2 separate regions of the Ovis aries genome follow, and region 2 is linked to region 1. A link is a contact called in public Hi-C data. All regions are on one chromosome and are shown on one strand. Each heading gives the region's core, a stretch centred on a gene start, on an enhancer-like site or on the middle of the called end of the contact. The rest is flanking DNA. Distances are from core to core; before and after follow the strand shown.

Evidence for each region. A called contact is a pair of places that touch in the nucleus more often than the background predicts.
Region 2: a contact with region 1 is called in a Hi-C map of hypothalamus, with 2.3 times the contacts expected there. The contact joins the promoter of BMI1 here to the promoter of SKIDA1 in region 1. A contact is called at or near these places in 6 of 16 Hi-C or Micro-C datasets (blood, hypothalamus, liver and 2 more).

The regions. Positions count from the first base shown.
Region 1 is chr13:22,137,171-22,142,641 of ARS-UI_Ramb_v3.0, reverse strand. It overlaps SKIDA1 (SKI/DACH domain containing 1), which reads left to right and starts at 3,149. Exons shown (of 5, transcript XM_060397323.1): 1 at 3,149-3,600; 2 at 5,293-5,467.
Region 2 is chr13:22,841,920-22,847,390 of ARS-UI_Ramb_v3.0, reverse strand. It overlaps BMI1 (BMI1 proto-oncogene, polycomb ring finger), which reads right to left and starts at 2,770. Exons shown (of 10, transcript XM_027976604.2): 1 at 2,659-2,770. COMMD3 (COMM domain containing 3) reads right to left here. Exons shown (of 8, transcript XM_004014219.6): 7 at 5,408-5,467; 8 at 4,130-4,500. The coding sequence ends at 4,441.

The DNA.
Region 1 (5,471 bases), core at 1,900-4,399:
GCTTAACATTCCTGGCGAATTAAACACACAAGACTCCCGATCACTTTTTGTCAGTCTTTACTGTGGCACGTAAGAGCCAAACTGTAGGTAATTTTTATATGGTGGCAATTTATCCTAATTAAAAAAGCAATGATCTTGGATGCAAGCACAAGTGAAAAATATGACAGAAAACTAAAGAAAGGTATTACAAAGACTGACCTGCAATGCTACTTGTCCCTCTCCATCCCCACCCCCATTCATGCCCCTTTTCCACCCATTTGTTGTTTTTCTCACAAGTATATCATGACTTGTAACATTTTTTTAATTTAAATAACCCCCCAAATGCCTAAAGCACTAAAAGATGTAAAAAGATTCATCATCTACAATCAACTATGTAGCAGATAAACTTATAAAGCTATTCTAAATATTCAGATTTATAAATAAAAAATGTAAATTGAATCCAAGTAGCTGGGGAGGGGGACCATGGGAGGATGAGTGTGGAAGGACTGAACAGATTGAGGATATCTAATTTCAACACCAATTTTTTTTCTGTTCAAATCTTTCCATAGTTACACTTCCAGTGATTTCTTATATAAGAATTTCTCCCCATATTCGAAAGAATTGAATGATTTCCTTGAGGAAATGCAAGTTTAGGAAGAAGAGTCGCATAATGAAACTGTTAAAATGCAAACCACTTCTATAGCATTTCAAATGCAAAATCACAACCACTACTACCTTTAACTGACTCTTAAGGGTTCTTTTCAAACAGATGCTACTTATGAACATTATCTGTTAACTTCTTTCTTGTAATTCAAAACTCTTATCAAATGATGTTTTCATGATGACGTGTAAATATAATATTCCATTAGAGATCAATTCTAATTGGTTTTTAAAAATCCACCTTGGGAAACCAATGCTGTATAATACACAGACTAGTAATGGGCATTTTACAAGGAATTTCCGCAAAGTCTATTATAAATCTAAGTCGAGATTACTCTCTGGCCCTAGCTAGGTTTGAGCAAAAGAATTGAAATTATTTCTTCATGAGTTTTCAAGCACGATAACTTTACTCTTGTCTTCAAGACTTGCGATCACTTGTTGGAAATCTTCATTTTTTAAAACTGTGACGCTTGCCAGAAATATTTTTTCCACATGCCTCACAAAGGAAAACAGGCAGAGTTTCGTAGGTGTCTCTCAGTTCTTTCTAAAACGTGTTATAAAAGCAAATGACACGTTTTTCCTTTATGAATTTCAGTGTTATTTTGAAAATGCACTTCACGTTAAGAATCCAAGCCTGTTTTTGTTAGGGGTAGCTCAACCCAGCCTTTTAAAACTAAACTCCTTATATACAACAAAGAACTGAATAGTAACAGCGAAACGTGCTTTTCCGAACTCCTTTGAACCCCGACATTCATTTTTGAATCCATACATTTAAAGAGATTTAAAATAGGATATCATAGGCTCTAACTCTCTGGATCCAGAAAAAAAATTTTTTTGCCCACTTTTGTCTCTATCTAGCCATCACTTTACAAATATATCTATGCTGCTTTCCCTCTTTTCGTGTGGAGTCTCAGGCTTGCCCAGCTTCCTCCAATTTAGCGGCACGTTGTAAAGCCTCCTTCCTACGCGGTCTGGAGTTGGGAACCCCTGGCCAGCCGACACTGATCATAAAACTTGCCGACCCGACCCGGCCCGAGCCTTTTGCAGTTCGGGGAGCTGGGGGTGGGGGCAGAGTCCGATCTCGGGACCCCTCCCCCGGGAAGGACGCGCTTGGCGAACTGCTGCGCTGCGGCCGAACAATGGGGGCGGCCGGGCGACCGGAGCCCGACTCCAGCTTCATCGGCGGCGCCGGTCGCGCGCCCGGCCCCCGCCCACCTCGGCCCTCCCCGCCCGCGGTTTCGCGCTCGCACTGCCGGCGCAGCCTTCCTCCCAAGCGCCGCGGCCCGGGCCGGCTCGCCGCTCTCCCCGCCGCCGCCGCGCGCCTGCTTCCCGGCCCTGGGCTGGCCCTCCTTCTTCCGACTGCGACACCGAGGCGCTGCCTTCGGCGACTCCAGTTTTCGCTGCGGCCGCCTTCCCGCTATTTCCTGGATATATTTTCTCAATTTCGCCTTTATTTTCAGAAGTGGTTGAGATGGCTCACTTCCACCTTAATTTTAATTTGCTGTTTCCTTCTGGAAAAGATCCCCCCAGGAAATCCAAAAATCTAGAAGGAACTACAGCAAATCCCATAAAACCTTTAACTCGAAATACATTTCTCTTAAAAAAAAATTTTTAATGCATTTATGTCGTCTACCCAGGCAAAAGAATTCGCCCCTTTTTATTTCCTCCTTTAAATATTGTTATTTTATACTCTCCATCAAGTACATTTTGACGAGAGGGCAGAGAATGTGTCCGGCGGCATGCAGCAAACCAGAGGTTTTATCTTACGCCTCCCGGGACGGTAAAAAAGTGGAACGTGGACGAGGGAGCTTCTTGGGAAGAAGCAACACAATTCGTTGGAGAAGAAGCCAGACCGGGCAGGGGGGAGCGCAGCGGGGGCGTCGAGGGCTCCGGGCAGGGGAGCTGGTCTGAGGAAGAGAGAGGTTTTAAATAGCCGGAGCCGGGAGGGCGGCGGGCCCGCGCATGACAGGACTTTATGAGACAGGATGGAGCAGCGGATGAGATTACTTTGCTTTCTCATCCCCTAAGAAAAAAAAAACTAAAGTTGGAGGGAGGCGGAGAGAACAGCCATCCTTATTTCCTCCCCACGTTTCCGCGGAAGGACCGGGGCTGCGGCGGCCTGGGAGAGAGCGCAGGACGAGTCGGACCAATAGCAGTCAACAGGTCCAGGCCGCGGCAGGGCAGCGGGGCCGGGCCGCCGCGCCCCCTCCTTTCGGGTCCCCTCCCCCGCCTTCTTCTTTCCTCCCCTCCCCTCTCCTCCCCCGCAGGCCCGGCCCGGCAGGGGAGGCCGGTTCTCCACTCCCCGCCCCACCCGGCCCGACTGCGGTCGCCTCGGCCCGGGCTCTCGGGGTGGGGGTGGGGCGGGGGTTCCCTGCCGGAGAATCCTCCCCCGGGGCTGGCGGCGGGGCGGGGCGGGGGGGCGTAGGGGAAGGGGAGGGGATGGAATCGGGGAATGGAGGATTAAGAAGGACTCGAGCTCGGCACGAGCGCGACCGGCGCGAGGGATCCTGGGTAAAAAGTGGCCGCGCGGCACCGGGAGAGCGCGGAGAGGAGCCAGGGTCAGAGGTCAGGGCCCTGGAGCCCCGCTTGCAGAGCCCCCCACGTGAACGCAGCGAGCAGGAGGAACCTTTTTGTTTTCGACCGCGCCAGCATGCTCCCCTATTGACCGAGCTGCTTTTCCCGGGCCGCTGGAGAGAGGAGCTCCATCCCGGATCTCCTAACCCCACCCCACCCCCTCCTTCCACCACCAACACACTACCCAACTCTACCCTTCCTCTCAACTCACTTCCCAGCCCCCCGTACCGGCCTTGCAATAACGCAGTAAATTTGCTTTAACAACAAGTGGGGGTGGTTGCATTTACTCCTCCCTCTCCTCTCTCCTCCCCCTCCTCTTGCTGCGGCTCTTGACACTACTACAAACCAGGACTATAAACATAAACATGTGTCACTGTAACTGGGCAGGTAATATACGGATTTGGGGGTGGCGTGGAGGGGGGCTTCGTCGCCGCTGGGGGGGGGGGCAGTAAAAAAATGTGTGTTTCACGTGCTCGCCGGCTTTGGGGGCTCCCCCCACACACCGATCCGTTTATATAATGCCGATGGCACTCGGTCACTTACTCATTCAGCCACACAGACCCACAAAGGCCGACTTGCCAATAACCATTGTACCCCAAAGCAAATACATTTATATACGACTCTCCTTTCCCAACCACTGCTGCCATTTCTTCTATCAGCAAACAGTAGCGTCAATACTTGAATCCCCTTTCCTTTGAACAAAATTATTTTCCACATAGAAATAGAGAACATTTATCGACCTGAACAGTACGCCGCTCTTTCCCCATAGACAGTAACCTTCACATTTTGTGCGCAGAAATCCTTTCAAAAAGCAAGTAAGGCTATTTAAATGACTGAGTTTGAAATCTGTAATGTAAAGCTTCTTTCTTGGGCTTTCCCTTCTTGCATTTAGCAACTTCTAAAGTTGCTGGGGCTGGAGCTCTGGAGATAGCTACAGCAAGTCTTTATTATTATTATTTAGTCTATATTTACACTGCCGCTCAACTTTTCTCTCTCTCTTAGCTCAGCAAGCCTGGCAACAACTGCTTACGGTAGAGTAAAGCGAATCCCCTCGCAAGCTTTTTGGCTTGAAACAGAGGGAGATTCAGAAAATGTTCAGATGGAGAAGTGGTTCCCTTTGTTCTTTCATTGTTTCTCTAGGAACTGGTTGATACAAGGACAAACACTTACCTTCTCTTCTTTTTGCTCCCCAAACCAGACGTTCCCATCAGCCTGAAAATACACAATCCACCTTGAAAGTAACTACGAATGTCGGGAGAGTTTGTATTCCATTCTTTTTCTCTCTCTGCCCTCTTTTAGCGTAGGATTAAGTTGCCGAGCACGTTGCTGCAAGCTGTAGCCCCCCGCCTTAGTGAATCGGTCACGTTTAGGACCCTCTAAGTCCATCCTAATTCTGCCAGTAGAATTGAGGGTATTGGAAGCTCTAAACTTTCAAAAGAAAAGGGGTCCGCAAGCATCCAGGGAATTTAGGTATCCTCTGAAAATGTTTACCACTGTATTTTTGTACCACATCACCAAAAGAATATGCCAAGAAATACTAGATATTTGAGGAAAATGTATGTGTGTGTGTTTTTTGTTGTTGTTATTTAAGTTTCTACTTAGCAATGCGCTGCTTAGACAGAGGGAGTAAAAAGGCAGGTTCGTAAGGACATTTAACGGAAGGAGTGGGTTTTCCATAATGTTTGTTATGCCATGTGTTTTTTTCAAAACACTACTGGAACTGAGAAAGGAAGCAAGCAGAGATTTGTATTATAGTGTTTTGGAATGGCTTAAAAAGAGGCACTTTGCTTGAAATGAATTTGTGTAAAAACTGGCCTTTAAAGCAAAAAGTGAGCTTTTCAAAGTTGAAAGACAATTTTCACCCTATGATTCCAATATTTAACAAGTGACTTTCCTGGCTAGCATGTGATACGTGTTAGTGTTTAGTGTCCAGCCTGGTGGGCATTACTCCCCAAACCTTGTTTAAAATCTGATTATAATGTGATTTGTTGAAGTCATGAATACGAAATGATCCTTGTGTATCCATAAATGCGAACTTGGAGTTTTTTGATCTCCCGCTTTTTTGTGTGCACCCAGTAGCTGTAGCAGTGGAAGACAGTGATTGGCTCCAGTGCTCCTAGAAGAATCTGGGCTGAAGCCAGGGGAACAGAACCAGAGGATTCCCTTTCCAGAGACCATCAGGCTTCACATGCGGATCTTTCCCTTCTCCCCTCTAGGGTGCTCAGAATTTCAGTGTGGCTTAAGCAGCCCATAGGTAG
Region 2 (5,471 bases), core at 1,521-4,020, 710 kb before region 1:
AAAGACAAGCCTTCTTGGTTCTGAAAGAAAACTCTCCTTGTGAAACACCAGGACCTTTCCAAGATATATAGTTAGCAAGGTGATACTTCTGTCTCCATGTGAAAGCACATCATGCTAATGCCACAGAACCCTGAAGTTCAGCAAGGGGCATTAATAAAAACAGCTGCCTTAATTTTTCCTCTATATAAAACCAACACCAGACAAACACAAATATTAAGACAGAAAACAGTCAGATTTAAGTCTCACGTACTTGACCAAAACCCTTTCAAATTCATCTTAAGTCTTAATTCACACAACTCCTTTACTTCAATTCAGAAGAATTTGGCCACAACCCTATAACCATTTATAGTGCTAGTAAGTATCACTTTGTTACTTGTGTAAGAATCAGTTCTTTATCTTTTTATACCACTTGAAAGCACTGGCAGCCTAATAAAGACTTCCAAAACATCTGACATGTTTGATAAGAGTTTCAGAAACAATCTCTTGCACCTTAGAAAGGAAAACCTTCTAGGTTCCACCACAGAAACTGCCAGTTAAGCAAGCAAAAAGGCACCAAACATACTATGGAAAAATACTCAATAGTTAAAACTTGCCATTATAACATACTTAGTTGGGGCACTCAGTTTAGTTGGGGCAGTCAGTTTAGTTGGAGGCCTAACACCAGTCATGTCAAAATGAAGGAAAACAGAAGCAAGTTCTTATGTTAACAATCAGCTTGACTATTGCAGTCTAAGAAATGCAAATGAACTCCATAACCCCAGTTGGGGCTCCCAGCCCAATACAAGTATGGGTAAAGTTGGGGTTAACCTGACTCCTAGGGAGAATTTCACCTTTTAGGGGCACTGAATGCACATCCAAAAACTTAATGGTAGAGCATTAATGGGCTTAAGTACAACTAAATGCTCAATTTTCTTACAGAAGCGTGTGTGTATGTGTATACAAACACACACACGCATACACAGCGGCTTAATGGCTTTAAAGATACTGTTACTAGGTGTAAGCTTATACAGGGAGGTTATTTCAAACCTGCACTTTGGTGCAGATGTATGGAAATTAACTTAATTATTTAAAAATTTATAAATTTGCTCATAAAATCAACCTCAAAGGAATCTACTTAAAAAAAACTCAAATGTTAATATAGTCTTAAGTTAGCATATGCTGTTAACAATTGGCATCCTTAAGCTTCTAGACTATAGTGTGGCTTATGTTTCCAGAACATGGGGGTTAAGGTTTCTATAAAACATAAGTTGAAGTACACATAACATTCTAGGCATCACCAACCTGCATTTGTATTTGAATAAATATGCCCAGGATTTTGCCTACTTTCTGGGAAGGGATTAATACACGCTTCTATTTCAGATACTGAACCGTGACCACTAAGCCCACTAAATCCTTTTATTGCAATTGGGAATGATCAAAGTCTCTATACCTGTTTACTTCCAATTATTAACTGTAAATCTCTAGGAAAATGATCGTGCTACATGGCTGTCAAACCCAAAAGACTGCATAAACATATGCCATCAACTTTTTAGTGCTCCTTTCTCCAAAGCATCTCTTCACCACATGACCTATGCTGACATTTAGTAAAACCTATAAAACGTTGTAGACTTAAGTCATGGTTCTAAGTGCATCCCATACTAGAGGTGGAAAAAAGAGAAAAAAAAAAACCAACACAAAACTGTAGTCTCTGAGACGGGGGGAAAAAGAAAAAGGAAAAAGAGGAAACCTCTTGCAAGACTAACGTCCACTCACCATCATTACTCCAAAAAAAGCTCCAAATTTGAAATGCCCACTTCCCATTGAGCACCTCCCAAGTAATATTTGCAGAACTTATCCGAAACTCTCAACAAATAACACCTAGAAAACTTTACCATTTTAAACACAAACGCAGGAGACCTTGGAAACAACTGGGAACCGCCATCTTACAAGCCATCTAAATTCACCCAAGTGTCCCTCCAACTTAAGTTAATAACATTTTTGTTCGGGCTCCTTTCAGCCTAACATCCACCTTGGCGGGATCGCGGCCCCCCAAGCAACCCGTCCCTATAAAATGGGGGCGTTCTCTGGCTGTTTAAACCCCTCCAAAGCCCTTTCTTCGGGAGAGGAGGGAAGCCACTTGACCCAAGCAGCTCCCGATTTCAGGCACCCGTCCCCGTTTCATCAAAATCTACCTCTCAACAAAGGGCGCCGTGGCCGGGAGAGCCGCAGAGGCTGCAAATAGAAGTATTCTTCTCGGGGGCCATGTGCGTCGCGAGGGTGTAGAGGGGCGCTCGGGGGAGAAAGGAACTAAAACGTGGGGCCGCGCGCGGCGCGTCCGGGCTGGAGCGGGCGGCGGCTGGAGCGGCGCCGAGGCCGGCTGGCGGCGGCGGCGCGGCGCGGGCTGCGGGTCGGTCCCGGCGCCGCGGGAGTCGGCGGGCGGCGGCGGGCGCGCGCTCGCGGGCGCGGGCGGCGCGCGGGGCCGGGCGGCGCGCGGGGCCGGCGGGCGGCGGCGGGCGGCGGAGCGGGGTTCGGCGCCCACGCTGTCAGCGCCCTCCCGGCCGGCGCGGGCGAGGCGCGGTGGGGGGGGGCCGTTCCCCGTCCACCCGCGGCCGGCCTGAGTCCCGCGCGGCCCCCGCCGCCCCCAGGCCCCGTCCCGGAGGCGCCTCGCCTCCTACGTACCCGGAAAAAGCAGCCGGCGAGAGGCGATCGAAGCGGGCGGAAAAGACAATGAAAGTTAAAAGTCGTTCAGCAGAAAATGAATGTGAGCCAAGCGGCCATCTTGAAGCGAGCTGCAGACGCCGCTGTCAATGGGCAACGAGCGCAGCCGAGAGGAGCGGCGGCCGCCGCGCTCGGCTCATGCTGCCTCCCGAGCCCGGCCTCCTCCTCCTCCTCCTCCGCCTCGGCCTCCTCCTCCTCCGCGGCCTCCTCCTCCTCCTCCTTGGCCTCCAACGCCTCCTCCTCCTGGGCCTCCTCCTCCTCCTCGGCCGCCGCCGCCGCCTCCTCCCGCTCCGCACTCGGGGGAGGGAGCGCGCGGAGGGGGCGCGATCAGTATTATTCTGCGGGGCTAGGAGGTGTTTCTAATCCGGATCGGGGCTCCCTCGCCAACATCCCCATTGTCTCGCCCCGATCTCTGCCTTTAATACTACGATTATTATTTCATAGTTGCCGTTGTGGGGGAGGAGGGCGGGTGGGGGGCGCCGTGTGTGTGCGTGCGGAGAGGCGGGGGGAGGGGAGGAAGGCTGAGGACGGGGGAGGGGAGGGTGGAAAAAAAAAATGCACCGCTGAAGGCAGAGTGGAAACTGACACCGGCTCCAAAATGGCTCAGAGTCCGCCCGCCCCCTCCCCCCGCCGCCCCCCCACCGGGTCACGTGCTCCCCTCATTCCTTAAGGGCGGCCTGGGAATTAGTGTCGGTGTAGTCGGGCCCGCGGCCGCCCCCTCCCCTCGGAGTAGCGCGACCCGGCCCCCTCCTCCTCCTCGCTCGGCGCGGCGGCGGCGCTGGCGCGGCTGCGGAGACATTTCTCCACAGCGCCACACGCGCCACCCTGCTCTCGGCGCGGGCATCGCTCCGGCCCCGCACGCAGCTCAGCCCACCCCAACCCCCGTTATTTCTTTCTTTCCGTGGTCCGTCTCCGCCCGCGGCACACATGTCCGCGAGGAGACCGCCGGCCGACAGCCCCCGCTCGGCCCCACGGGCTGCGGCCCAGACTCCGGCGCCGCGTCGCGGAACCTGCGCCCGAGTTGGGCTCGCGGAAACAACAGCGCCCGCCCCAGTCTTCCCGCGGCCGCGCCGGCCCCCTTTCCCGCCCGCCAGTGGCCGAGGCGGGGCGCGCGCGGGCAGCCGCTCGCTCCGGGCAGGGGCTCTGCGCGGGGCCGGCCCTGCAGGGCCTCGGGAGCCCCGCGGGCGAGGGTCGGGCAGCGGGCGAGCCTTCGGGCGCAGTTAACGGAACGGACGGGCTCCCGCCGCTGGGCGACCGCGCCCGCTCCCCACGTCCCGAAGCTGGGGTCTTCAAGCAACCCCGGAGATCGCATCCTTTTCAGTGTGTTTAACTTTAATCCTGAGGAGAGGAGATCGTTAAAAGTTAACGCCAATCGTGTCTATGTCTTCAAAGTAATAATTAACAAACTCAAATCCAGAAACTCTCACCACTCTTTTTGTGGGAACAACTTAATTTATTCAGAATGTAATACTGTCTACTTCCTTTTGGAAGACGTGGAAAAGATCAAATGGGATCAAATGTACGGATAATACTAAAAATTCAAATACTTAGGCAGAAATTCCCTCTTAACCCTTCCACAGGTATAAAAAAATAAAGTGTCAAAACTTATGAGGGACAGAAATCCAAAAGAAAAAAATCTCTTCTGAAAAGGAAGACATCCAACTCGCAGAAATGATAGTTCAGCGGACGGCAAGACGTTCCTGGTCTTCCACTAGATCCGGGCAGATCGTTAACTTTCCCAAGTTACAACTGACTTGCTCTTTCCAGGCTTTTCGAAGCATCTTTAAGTTTTCCTACTAAGTCCTGAAAGATGTATATCATGGCTCGTTTTTAGGATAAAACGCAAGAAAGAAGTATCCAAGCTTGAGAAAGATGTAAGAAAAAAGTCGGGAGACACTTTCTAAACAATTTAAAATTCAAGATTTTAAACCTTTGACAAACCACTATCAAAGTAAAATTTTCCTCTAAAGTATCTCATCTTCAAAATGCTTGCCCTCAGATGTGAAATACAGTTTCTGACTAAATCTTCTGAACACGCAATGTTTACCAAAATTAAATTTCTCAAGTTATTTAACAAGGATAATGCTATATTCACATCTTTTGAAAGTTTAAAGTTCAATTAATGGTTACATTAAAACGACTCTGCAGGAGATTCCTTTGGAAAAAATCAATTTCATCAAAATTTCAAGAGATGTTCTTCATTTTTTTAAATGCTAAGAAATAAATTCGTTGTCATGTCCATTAATCAATGTAATTTTGAATGTCCCCAGTGACTTACACAGGCAATATAAACAGTTTCAGAATTTTTGTAACTTGCCCCTTTATAAAAAGTTATTTAAAACCACTGTTTAAAAATCATGTTTTGAAAGTTTAATTAAATTTCTGAAAGCAAAGAGGACATTTTTCAAAGCCAAGCTTTCTTTTCCTTTGTCTTACTGGCTCAAACACATCACAAATAGAATTTACACTCAACACTACAAGTTTATTTTAATTGAAGGGAACAGCAAACCAGACCAGTTCTCTATTAACATCTTAATTTCAAAAGCCTATTTTAAAATATTGCTTTTGAAGCCCCCTTCCCAACAATTCCTTAACCAACCTTCATTATCTACTGACAGATGGTTAATTTTCTTTTGAACTTTCCATGGGCATAATTCGAAATTAAAAATCTGTAAGAAGACAGGCATATTCACAGATCCTAATACTGTACCTGTAATTGTTCCATGTTGCAACTAAAACTAATCTCTGGGTGGGATCGGGAGTCAGTGTTCTAG